Regions from separate parts of the Mus musculus genome. Here region 2 is linked to region 1. A link is a contact called in public Hi-C data. All regions are on one chromosome and are shown on one strand. Each heading gives the region's core, a stretch centred on a gene start, on an enhancer-like site or on the middle of the called end of the contact. The rest is flanking DNA. Distances are from core to core; before and after follow the strand shown. Region 1 has its middle 84 kb from the start of Sec61g. Region 2 overlaps Egfr (epidermal growth factor receptor).

What was found. Hi-C and Micro-C count contacts between places; a contact is called where the count stands out from the background.
Region 2: a Hi-C map of pancreatic cancer cells shows a contact between it and region 1, with 3 times the contacts expected there. The contact joins two enhancer-like sites. A contact is called at or near these places in 2 of 15 datasets of contacts at CTCF or cohesin (pro-B cells and stem cell-derived epiblast-like cells), 6 of 484 Hi-C or Micro-C datasets (the AML12 cell line, the N1E-115 cell line, adipose-derived mesenchymal stem cells and 3 more) and 7 of 115 datasets of contacts at active chromatin or transcription factors (astrocytes, embryonic stem cells, epiblast stem cells and 3 more).

Annotation. Positions count from the first base shown.
Region 1 is chr11:16,589,307-16,595,054 of GRCm38.p6, forward strand. No RefSeq gene overlaps it. Among named protein-coding and RNA genes, the nearest start is that of Sec61g, 84 kb to the left of the region's middle. Within about 2 kb of position 2,330, at least 232 of the 459 cell types and tissues checked have an H3K27ac peak or open chromatin away from gene starts, as enhancers often do. A contact at or near this core is called in pancreatic cancer cells, where this site is marked.
Region 2 is chr11:16,863,799-16,870,437 of GRCm38.p6, forward strand. Egfr (epidermal growth factor receptor) reads left to right here. Exons shown (of 28, transcript NM_207655.2): 5 at 3,433-3,501; 6 at 4,310-4,428; 7 at 5,421-5,562. Among named protein-coding and RNA genes, the nearest start is that of Egfros, 36 kb to the left of the region's middle. Within about 2 kb of position 2,948, at least 15 of the 459 cell types and tissues checked have an H3K27ac peak or open chromatin away from gene starts, as enhancers often do. A contact at or near this core is called in pancreatic cancer cells, where this site is marked.

The DNA of each region.
Region 1 (5,748 bases), core at 1,080-3,579:
AGAGCACACACAGCTTCATGGAAATGGTCAGGAAAGGACAGAATGATCTAAATTTTAAGTCAGCAGAGATGGGAAAACAAAACTGAAGTGCTAGAAATGAAAAATCCTATGAGTTAAATAAAAAGCTCTTTGGAAAAGCCTCACCAGCAGAATTGGATCCCTGAGAGGACAAAATGTCCTTGGCGGGGCTTGAAGACAAGAGAGGAACTGAAACCCTCATTCAAGGACAAGGATAAATTTTAAAAACAAAAATGCAAAACGATGGTGGGTGATTTTAAGACTCCCTTCTCATCCATTGACAGGTCATCACAGCAAAAAATAAACAATAAAAAAATAGGAGTTAAATGCCGTCATGGATCACATGTAACTACTACCTACATCCTGTCTGATAACAATTACATAAAGGCAGCAATCCATCCCAAGAGAAACTGCAGAAGTACACAAACTAGTGGGGATTAGACAGCATGGTGTTGGAGGCTAAGCGGGTCACCAAAGAAATCAAGATGGAAATGATTTGCACAATTTTATCTGAGAATTGAAAACTAATACATAATTACTTACAAGACAATTTAGTAAACCAAAATCATGATATGTATACGAACTAATATTCAGCTTTAAAATGAAGGAAGCTCTGACAAAATATGGGTGAACCTTGAGGACAGGTGATACATAAACAGTCACAGAAAATCAATTTATGTATGTCACATGGGTGACAACTGCAATCAAATTCATCAGGTCAGAAAACAGAGTGATAGGCTACAGCAGCTAGAATAATGGGGGTGGGGGTGGGGGTGGGGGTGGGGGGCTGGAGTGGTTGTTTTTATGGAATAAACATTAGTTAAAGAAAATGAAGTTCTAAAAATTAATGTTGGTGAATTCCCTACTGGTGAATCCATTCAACACCAGTGAATTTAAATTCTTATGAGGTATATTATTTTGTACTTCACAATTTAAAAAATGTAGAAAATGATGAACCTGTTAAAAAGTCTCTAAGCCCCCTTATCTTGATTGTTGCCCCTCTGACTTAGGGGACTAAAATTCACAGGTAATTCAGATACTTCGATACAGTGGGAATACTGAGGTCTCCGGAAGGAAGCTAAGCATGAAGCAGCTGCTGTTGTTGTGTGAGTTTGCACAGATTGTAGTTTGAGGGAAGTTGGTTTAATGGCTTCAATACAGTTGACTGCTGGGAAGAAAATAAAAAATGGAACCACTTAAGCAGTAAACAAAATTGTAAGAAACATAAGTAAAGGGGCTTTTGTAGATGCTACTTATCTAAATAAAAGACATTTTCACCTCCATCAAATAAATTAAATAAGTTTCAAATTTAAAAAAATTACAGTACATAAGGGAAAAACAGATTAGTAGAGATCTCTTTGTTTCGGTTGGCATTCTTTCAAGGATCCGCCCAACAGTTACCTAGCAACAGCCAGGTTGGCCTGGCTTACTGTAAAAGGGATTGTTTGACCTCTCCCTATCTCTCTGACTCTCTTCTCCCTTTGACTGACCCCTTTCTCCCTCTCTCCCCATTTCCGGTCTCCCCTTTTCTCGATGCTCTCTGGCCTGCCTCTTTTCTTTCTCTCCCTCTATTCCCTTCTCAACTCCCCTTCCCATGTCCCCAAATAATCTCTATGCTACCTTGGGAGGGGGCCTCGTCGTTGGCTTGCTTAGGTACGCCCTCCTACTGCATCGTAAGGTGCTCTAGAAAACATATCCCCGTTTCTATAAAACACATAAGTTTCTCTAAAACAAACCTTAAAAGATTACAGTGCATGGAAATAAGACAAACATAATTATAATAAAGTGAGTAAAAATCAAGGAAGAAGATGAAGCGGTGTTGTTTTTACAAATACAACTCCACATATGTGAAAGAAACAGAATAGAAAAATACTCTCAAAATTATCCTTAGAGATTGAGATTTTTCAAAGCTTCCGACACTTTTATCCACACTTAATGTGTGAGATTTTAGCAATACTATTACTTAACACTTACAATTAGAAAAGCTTTAATGCTATATTTAGCAACATAGGAAACGTTTCCCACTTCCAGCAGATTTTTCTGTTTGTTTGTTTGTGGGAAGCAGGCTGAAGGAAGATGATTATAACCAGCTGCCCCTTCAATGGATCAGGACTCAAACTTCTTTGCCTGGGGTTAGCACCGGTCTTAGATGTATCCCGAGAGTAGAACATGGCTGCTTCTTGTGGGTGAGGAAGGCCCTTTTGCTGCTGTGAGATTTATAAATAGGGTCACCCAGGCGTGTAGTGACGCTGAGTGACTTGGCCATAGTAACCAAGTGAGTCAGCAGGAGGCCAGGCTCCGGTCAGAATGCACTCATCCGGAGCAGCTCTGGGAGCAGCAACAGCTGCCATGGAGAGCTGGAGGAAGACCTTTTGTAGAGCCCTGTGAGGAATGCAAGGCACGTGGTGTGTTTGAGTAACCAGGCTTGCCAGATTGCCTTTCAAGTGCAGAGCCCAGGGGGATGCAGCCAAAGGAGAGCAGAGGGTTACTGACGTGTTTTCAGGGGGTTTTCTTAGCCTGAGTGAGTAAGGCATGCCCTTCTCTCTTCCAAACAGGGAGGCTGCAGGTTGGTGGTCAGACCACCTGGCCCTGCTGCTACTCAACTTTCATTAAACCTTCTGTAGCCCATTTTGGAGTCTTTTCTTTGCAGGTTTATCAATCTCCATGTAGTCAGCAAGGGCAACCGCAATGCTTTTCTCCTGGCCCCTGGCATGGCCAGGTTGGCTGGGCCCTGAAGGTGCTTTTTTGCCCTAGTAGCTGAGATCTACATTTGTCCCTCATCTGTATTCTGAATTCATGGAGATTTCTGTGCGGAGAGTGCTGGACAAGTTGAAACTGGGCAGGTATTTCTCAGGAATGTTTTTAGAATTCCATTTGAATGCCTTTTCTCTAGTGTCATTTACTGTAGCTGAAGCAGCCAAATTACTGGGATACTCACTGACCAAGACAGGCTGACTGCTGGTCAGCTATCAACCTGGCTCTACAGAAGCGAAAGGATCCGTGGGATCTGCTAGTGTGTGTGTGTGTGTGTATGTATGTGTGTGTGTGTGTGTGTGAGAGAGAGAGAGAGAGAGAGAGAGAGAGAGAGAGAGAGAGAAAGAGAGAGAGAGAGAGCGCACGAGTGAGAGACAGAGACAGAGAGAGACAGAGACAGAGACAGAAGCTTCAGAATATTTCAAAGCTCCCTGGGATGTGAACATTCAGAAGTTGAGAAGCTGGTGTGGAGCATAACAGGCCACCCTTGCCAAGATGGCTTCTGATACTGTTGTGTTTTATAAAAAGAAAGAGGATACGTTTGATAAAGCCAGGTATGGTGAGGTGGGAGGGGTGCCTTGGCGGGTCATGACAGGTATAGTGTAGACAGAGTTTATTTAGGGCATGGGAAGCGGGGGGGGGGGGGGGTTAGAAGGAAGTAGAGGCAGAGAAAAACACACAGAGGGGGAGAAGGGAGGTGGGGAGAGCGGGGGTAGGGGGGGAAGGCTGTCCAGGAACAGGTGGAGAGGGGTGCGGAGGAATGGGAGGGAGGGAGAAAGGGGTCAGGGAGAGAAGAGAGTCAGAGAAAATTAGAGAGTAAGAGGAGGGAGCAAACAACCCCTTTTATAGTGAGCCAGGCCTACCTGGCTGTTGCCAGGTAACTGTTGGGCGGAGCCTAGAAGGAATGCTAACAGATAACTGTACTTATCCTGAATCTTGCTGCAGGCCTGTCCTCCTGGGCAGGGGCAGCAAAGAGTGGGAGCTCTGGCTTCAGAGGAGAGCATGTGGATCTGTTCCTTTCCTTGGCAGGCCTGGAACTCACTCTGTAGACCAGGCTGGCCTCGAACTCAGAAATCCGCCTGCCTCTGCCTCCCGAGTGCTGGGATTAAAGGCGTGCACCACCACGCTGGGCTCCACTTTGTTTTAAAAGTTGCTTTTTCAGTTTGCTGTGTAAAAACTTTTAGTTGAGTTCCCAGTGGTACTCTGTGCTGTTTTAAATTGTTTGAGATGTAGGTTTCTTCAAATGCCTACCATTTCTTCTGAGGAGGCTACAAGAAACCTGTTTCAGGAGATATAGGGAAGGAAGATTGTATCTGAGGGTTGTTTGGGCAAAGAGGTTTGGCTGGGTGGGTGGTTGGGAAAAGAATTGAGTAAGATTCTCCATCTCTGTTGTCTTCTGTCTCTAGCACCTAGTGACAGAACCTGACGAGGATCGACTATCAAACTAAGTAGGCAGTTACACACACACACACACACACACACACACACACACACACACACCAGGAGCAGAATATACAGAAGAATGAAAGCTAAGAACAATAGTTACTAGCACATGGTTTACCCTAACTTGTCGCTGTCAGTGTCCTTCAGATATGTCAGAACCCAACCTGGCCATAGCCCCAGCCATATCTGTTTTCACCACCAATTTCTGAATGAAGTTCAAACACCACAACCCCCCCCCCCCCACACACACACACACACACACACGGAGTGTGTATCCCACCTAAGGGATTTTCTTCTCTTCGTATTCATAACACTGCTGGCCAATGACTATATATAAATAATGTTCTTCATTGTTGTGGCCAAATGTCAGACAAGAAGCAGTCAAGAGAACTTATGTTGGCTCAGGGTCTGGAGGATATGGTGACCCTTCAGGATAGAGAATTAATAGTAGCAAGCAGTATATTTGGTAATTCAGAAAGCAAAACAGGGGATGCCAAGAGTTAGCTGGTTTTCTTTTTATTCCCCTTTTTATTCAGTTTAGGGCACGGCAGCTAGGACTGGCACTTAAAACATCACTATCTTTCTCCAGCCAAGATATGCTACACTGTAAGTAGGTGACATTTCCCAGAATCCTACCTAGTGGCTGCTCGGACCTTTCTAACTTCCTGTTACAAAAGGACGCTGGAGCAAACTGGGTAGGAAACACATTTATTATTCTTGCTCCCTTTGATACAGTTAGAGCGTGTATGACTAGAATTTTGAGGGTCCATGCATGTCTTTAAAGTTCTCTTCCTGTAGCCTGGGTACCAAGATTCTCTGTGAAAGGAACATCTTGATTTATGATGTTAGTCCTCAATTGCCCTTCTGTGTTTAGCTCAGTCTCTCACTTGTCAATTTATGGTATAGAACTGAGGGTTCTCTCCTACCCTTAAGCCATGATTCCTAAGCATTTATCTCAGCCTTTAGCATTAGGCCTTGTTTCTAATCTCCTGATTATGGATTATTCTTTCTGATACAACCAAGTTTTTATAATCATCTCTAGGTAAATTGAAAATTAACAGGCTATTCACAGAAAAAAGACATTAATAATCAGCTAGTGTAGATGACATTTCATCTTTACAACAATGAGAGAATGCACATGCACATTCTCTCTCTCTCTCTCTCTCTCTCTCTCTATATATATATATATATATATATATATATATGTGTGTGTGTGTGTGTGTGTGTGTGTGTGTTTAATTATCATTTTTCTGATCATATTCAATACCACTTCTTCCCCTACCTCTTCTCTGATCCACCCTCCTTTTCTGCACTTTGTATACTCTATTATAATAACCTTCCTAGAATCCCATCTTTGCTGTCCATATACTCACAGGTATAGTGCCATCCACTGGAGTGTAGAAATCTATAGGGCTAGACCCTGAAAGAAAACAGACTGTCCCTCCTCTAGAAGACATCATCTATCAATAGCTCCTCAGTTAGGGGTGGAAGTTCACGACCCCTTTGACACTATGCCAAAATGTTGACTTGCTC
Region 2 (6,639 bases), core at 1,698-4,197, 280 kb after region 1:
CTAACTTAATAGCTGTATTTTTATTAATGCATTGAAAAATGTAGAAAAATCTGACACCATGGTCTTTTTATGTGACAGTCTAGGAGCATTATGTGTCTACACTGTTTTGCAGCTATAACCACCAACCATCTTCAAATTTTACAAATCTGAAACTCTGAGCTCATTAAACAGTAATGACCTATTTTCTTTTTCTCCCAGGCAATCCAAACCTCCTTTATGTACCTATGAATTTGACTACTGTAGGTACCTCATGAGAGTGGAATCGTATGCTTTTTTTGTGGTTTAGTGTCTGGTTTACTTCATTTGATTAAATGACCCCAAAATTTATTCGTATTGTAGTTTATGCTAGGAATTTTTTTTTCAAGGCTTAAAATATTTTGTTATTGGCTGTACTACCATTTGTTTATCTCTTTATAGGCACTTGGGTTGACTCTCTGAATAATATTACTGTGAGTGTGGGTATTAAGTTTTTTGTTTTGTAAATATATATCCTACCAGCTACACACTGTGACATTGAGCATGTAAGAAACTGAACAGTATTTTACAATGGATTTTTGTTATTACCTATGAAATCAAGGTTAGCAGTTCTTAAGATTTTTGATGTTCAATAGGTGAACTAAGTCATACATATTTAAAATATTACATGGAGAGTTATGGAGCTGAATTTGCCACAGTTAAAATCAAGTACCTTACAATGGCAAATTTATACTCATTGATATATGAAAAACCCACAAAGGAATGTTGAAAAACAGTATACAAGATTCAAATGTTTTAACATTTGATCTCTGACCTGAAAAGGTATTAATTTAATAATATTTAGCTCTCTGTTACTAGAATAAAAATGCCTTAGTTTACAGGCAAGGTTTACTTGGGCTCGCTGCTTTGCAGCTTTCCTCCACAGTCAGTTGGCCATAGTGTTCTGGAGCCTATGGTGAGCCCATGTGTCATGATGGTGCCATAATCACAAGAGAAAGGAGGAGAGATCAGGATTGGCTTGCTCCTTCAAAGACCCTGCCTTCAGTGGCTGAGATTCCAGTACTGCCACCCTTTTTTCCCCTAATATAGCATTTTATTTATTATTTGAGAATTGCACACATGTATATAAGTAATTGTGATCATATTCAATCCCCTTTTTTTTTTCCAATTCCTCTGTTCCCCATGCCCTCATCCCAATTTTATATCTTGTTAAAATAATCCACTGAATACAATCAGTGCTGCACATATGTGCATGGATGTAGGACATCCACTGGAGCATCCTTAACCAACCAGGGGCCACACCCTCTTCCAGCAGTCAGGGATGAGTTCTCATGATCCCTTCCCCCACCCATGCTGGAATGTTGACAGGCTTGGTCATATGCAGGGCTTAGGCAGGCAGCCACAGCTGCTGAGAGTTCCTGAGAAGAACAGATGTGCTGTGTCCAGATGTTGTCTCGCAGCAGTCTTCCCTGGGCTCTGGTTCTTATCATCTTCCCACCCTCTTTTCTGTGATGTTCTTAGAGCCTTAGGAGTGTGGGCTGTGTGGCAGATATTCTATTTATGGCTGACTATTCCATAGGCACTTACTCTCTGCACTTTGGCACTTGAGAGTCTCTGTAGTAATCGTTATCTAACACACAAAGAAGCCTCTCTGATGAGGACTGAGCACTAATGACTGTAGAGATAAGTATTTGGAGGGCAGCTTGATGATGTGTCTGTGTAGCAAAATAATAGTAGTCAGTTCTTCCCGAGAGCTCAGGAGCTCTTGAGCCATGGGATCCTGGCCAAATTTGCAGTACCAGGCACAGTGTCCATCTGTGGAGTAGGTCTTAAGTCAAGCTAAAGAATGGTTAGTTTCTCCTCATAACGTTCGCACACATCTTGCCAGGTAGTCATTAGTCCTATCTCTTAAAGTCCCCATCACCTCTCTGTGCCATAAAGCGTGAACCTCTAGGAGTCGTTACGTATTCAAACTATAGCACTCATCATGAGAATAAGCCTAAGTGAACCAAAATTGCATAAATAAGTGACATTTCAAGTAAGAGTTGATTCAGTAAATTGTTCTGCAGTGCCAATGATTAAGGGACAAATAGCCCAAGTATTAGAGCTATAACAGATTTTTAAAAACAACTAGAAAATGAGAGTTATATATATTAGAAGATAGGGAATCTCTATCCCCTGGATCTCTTCCTTCTACTCTCCTCATTGAATAGCTGCAGATGCGCGTTCCTTTTGAGAAGTTTGCACTTCATCTTTAACAACAAAATCAGTATTATGAGGTGGCTTTAAATGCTATACATGTGAGGCATCTGAGATTCAGAAGAGCAGCCCACTGTGGCCAACATATTTTATCATTGATAAAGTTTACAAATTGAGGTTATAAGAGTGAATTTATGAGAAAGAAAAAAAACATAAAATCATCAGCTACTCCATGCATCAATATAAGTTCCAAATATGTATTAAGTATATGTAAGTATATATAAATAAATATGTTATATTTATACAAAATATAGGTGTAGTTCTAGAAGGAAACATGAGGATAAATATTTATAGTATCAAGTATCAAGTTGCAAAGAGAGTTCTGACACCGTCAAATAAGCTTCCATGTGAAATAAAATTGTTCTGTGAGATAAGATTGCCCGAAGAGGGCTACAGAACTAAGCAGAGTGGTCTCTACAAGCCTAATGGAGGTGGTAAGTAAGCAGCACCACAAAAAAGTGAAGGCGAGAAAAGTAAATGTGCTTCCCAGAAAGAAATTCTCAACATCTGTGCTGGTCAACATGTTGATCGTCAGTTCTCAGGATGATTAATGGCTGAATAGAAACCCTTTGCAGCTGCAACTTGATATTGACCAACTATAAAAATACAAATATTTAGCAATTACAAAGATTTCCAGACAGTAGTATGCCAGCTATTAACTAAGGTTTTAGGTGATTAGCCAAGTGACTCACAGAATTAGAATGTTCGCTTCCTGTGTCATGTTCTGCACCACTTCATGGCTTGGAGGAAAGGAGTGTTCATTTACCAGACTCAACATAACATCCTAAATATCTAGTGATGATTGCCCCACACAGTCAGTCAAGACTGAATGTAGCAAGGTGCATAAGTGTACATTGAGCGGATCTGGTTAGAGAGAAGCCTAATCAGGTGGCACCTCCGAAACCCTAAATTCATTAGCTTTGTCATTTGTGTGGCTGTGACAAGTCAGTAAGTAACCTCTGTCTCAGCTTCCACAGCTGAAGTACAAGCAAAAGCAGCCCAAGGCTCACCATTTTTTCTTTTGTGCAGGAGTCCTTTAATTTAGCTTACAAAGCATCCAACCCAACTATGAATACAAAGTTTCCAAGCTGTTCCTCATTTCTAGGACATTCTTTAGGACCTTGAGAGAGTTGTCAGTTGCGTGTTATTTGTTACTTTTATTGAAATGCACATTTAACTACTTGATTTTTATTTCAGGCCCCAAATGTGATCCAAGCTGTCCCAATGGAAGCTGCTGGGGAGGAGGAGAGGAGAACTGCCAGAAATGTAAGTCAGTGCAGCATCAGGGCCTGAGAAACATGCCCTGGTGAGGGAGTCCACACAGTATGTGGTCCTCCACTCCTCCGCTTTGTGACTGAACAAGTACAGGAGCTTGGCAAAAGACTCAGAGTTAACCACTTCATGAGCATCAGTCTTGGAAACATCACAGTGCACAACTATCTAAGGCTTACTACGTGGGATAATTTAACCTGTCATTAAATGCAAGAAAGCCAACCACCCAAGTGTCCATGGTGACACACAGGATGCCTTGTCCCCTGATCCAATCCTCCCCGTTTTCCAGAGCCAACTAATATAGAAGTTTGACGGTGTTGCTCCACAGAGTTCATGTGTGAATCCTACTAACTTAAAAAACAAAGTTTAATTTACTTCAGCATGGTTACTGCTTCACTCAAAGAACCTGGGCGTGTGTCAGCTTCAAAATTGACTGTAGTTCATTGCCTTTGTGACCTAACTATCTCGTTCCTTTAAACACTGCCTCCTGCCAGGAGCTCTTCTTGCTATGTGCCTTCTGTATTGCCAGAAATTCCCTAGATAATATCTACTTATTCAAAAGATCTGATCAGACTTGTTTCGATTATTTCTCCCAAGTGATTTGAGATAAATGATAAAAATGTACCAAGGGGAAAGTTGTGATTATATTGTTTGGCTGACTGTGAAAGCCTAGAAGCTGCTCCCTGTCACAAAACCCATGGTTCCTCCTTTATTTCTTTCTACTGGGTGCAAGCATTCCTTGGTGTCTCTAGAAGATGAGCTGCCACTTAAACACAGCTCACTGGTAATCTTTCTTTTTCAGTGACCAAAATCATCTGTGCCCAGCAATGTTCCCATCGCTGTCGTGGCAGGTCCCCCAGTGACTGCTGCCACAACCAATGTGCTGCGGGGTGTACAGGGCCCCGAGAGAGTGACTGTCTGGTAAGACTCTGGCTACTGGGGAGTTGTGCTGCAGAGCTGTGCACGTGCTCGACATCTGACTGTGACAGCAGCCTTCATGTGGTGCACATTTTAATTAAGTGTTGTCATGGACAACAGTAGCAACATTATGAGAAATGAAGGGAGCTCTTCTTCTGTAAGACCCCCTGAGAACCATCCCAGTTACCCAGACCTTTGGGCAGTATGGCATGTGCACACCATATTTTCATGCCTCTTGGGCTGCTCCCCTCCTAATCCTACCCCATCCCACAGTGTCTCCCCTCAGACCCTCTACCTCTGGTGAAAGCTCTAGTGTTAACTTTGCAGCTGTCAGGGGTTAGTGAATGTGATTCCTGGGGTCCTTGCCAACCCAAGCAAACTCCATTAGGCTCCAGAAAAGGAAGTCCACCTAAAGGTAGAGTCTAGAGTATTCTATCATTCTGGAACAGAAGATTCTTAAATTCTATAAACTAAACCTAGCTCCAGGCATCTTTTTTTTTTTTCACCTGGGTAGTCTGGTCTGATTCAAATGGGCAGCCCGGGGATAAAACTACAAATGGAGTTCTTAGAAAGATCCAACAGCTCTCTACATGGAATCTTCTTGCTAAGATTTCTGCAGTTTGTCCATAAATTATAAAATATATTCTTATAGTGTTCTTTATGAAAGAAACCCAGTAAAAACTGAGTTTAAAAATAGTTACAGCATACTTTCCAATATCATGTGTAGATTTCATTATTACCTTTTTTTTAACCACAAACCCTAGGCTGTATCAATTGAGACAGTCAGTATACTTAAAAATGTATACTTAGTACTCATAAGAGGAAGGTGTTTCTGACTATCCTGGAAAGGCTTACTAGACATTTTTCCTCTCTAATTGAGCATGTAAAACACCGAAAACTGTCACTGTCCCACTGACCTGCAGGCTGCCTGGCACTGGGTTCCTTTCATTTGGATGCCACATCCTTGACCAGACATGTTGTCCCTCCTATGACAGGTCTGCCAAAAGTTCCAAGATGAGGCCACATGCAAAGACACCTGCCCACCACTCATGCTGTACAACCCCACCACCTATCAGATGGATGTCAACCCTGAAGGGAAGTACAGCTTTGGTGCCACCTGTGTGAAGAAGTGCCCCCGTGAGTTTGCCCTTTCACCCAACAGTCCTCATTTCCTCTTCTGTCTTATGCTAGAGTCCTGGGCAGTTTGGAGGCAGCCACTGTGCTTGCCTTGTTGTCCTGTAGGCTAGTGTCTGCCTGGACAGGTGCAAGGATGAGAACCCCACTCAGTGCTGAGCAATGGAGGCAGAGGCAGCCTGCAGCAGTCAGGATGCCTTCCTTTAAAGGGTGGCTTGACCTGCACTGATCCAGTGTTGCTGGCAGCCAGACTGTATAGTACAAACCACCTATCGCTTCACCCCAAGTCAGAGAGGAAGCTTCAGTAACCTGGAGTGTCTTGGAGCTGACTAACACAAGGTCGTGACCCTCTGGGACAACCTTTGTTTGACTCTGCATTGTTTGACTCTGCATTAAACAGACCTAAATTAGAAAAGGCAGCAGACCCACCCCCTTGAGGAGAAGAATTTAGGGCTATGGCTGGGCTCTTGGAGTATTTTGGTTTTGGGTTTGCTTTGATTTACTCATTTGGGTTCAAGTTTTATTCATGTATGATGGTACTCTATGGTACCTATAGGAAAATGGCAACATAGATCGGTCCCAAACAGAGAAAGTGAAACAACTCATAAAGAGCCTTAAAACCAATCTTGACTTCTAGAAAGTAAATTAAGACAAAAAAAAATGTAAAGTGGAAACTATAAGGGTGAGATTTTGCCTACCTAGATTTAGGTGATTGAAGTCCCATTAGAAAACACACACAGAGAGGGGAGGGGAGGAAGAGGGAGAGGGAGAGAGAGGGGGAGGGAGAGGGGGAGGGAGAGGGGGAGGAAGAGGGAGAGCTAGAGAATAAGGTAAATGGAAAACTAAGATGAAGAAAAACTCATGACAGTCATGCCATAGATAGAATCTTTGTGTGAAGGCTTAGTAACAGATCTTTAAACTCTGCAGGAAACAAAACCTATGATGACAAGAGCATATGACTCACAGATATAGTACCAATGCCCACATTTTGAGCATGTATTTCAGAAACTCAAAATAGGAGCATAGAGTTTCTAGTAATACTGTAATCATAAATATTAATTAGGTTAGACTACATAAAGG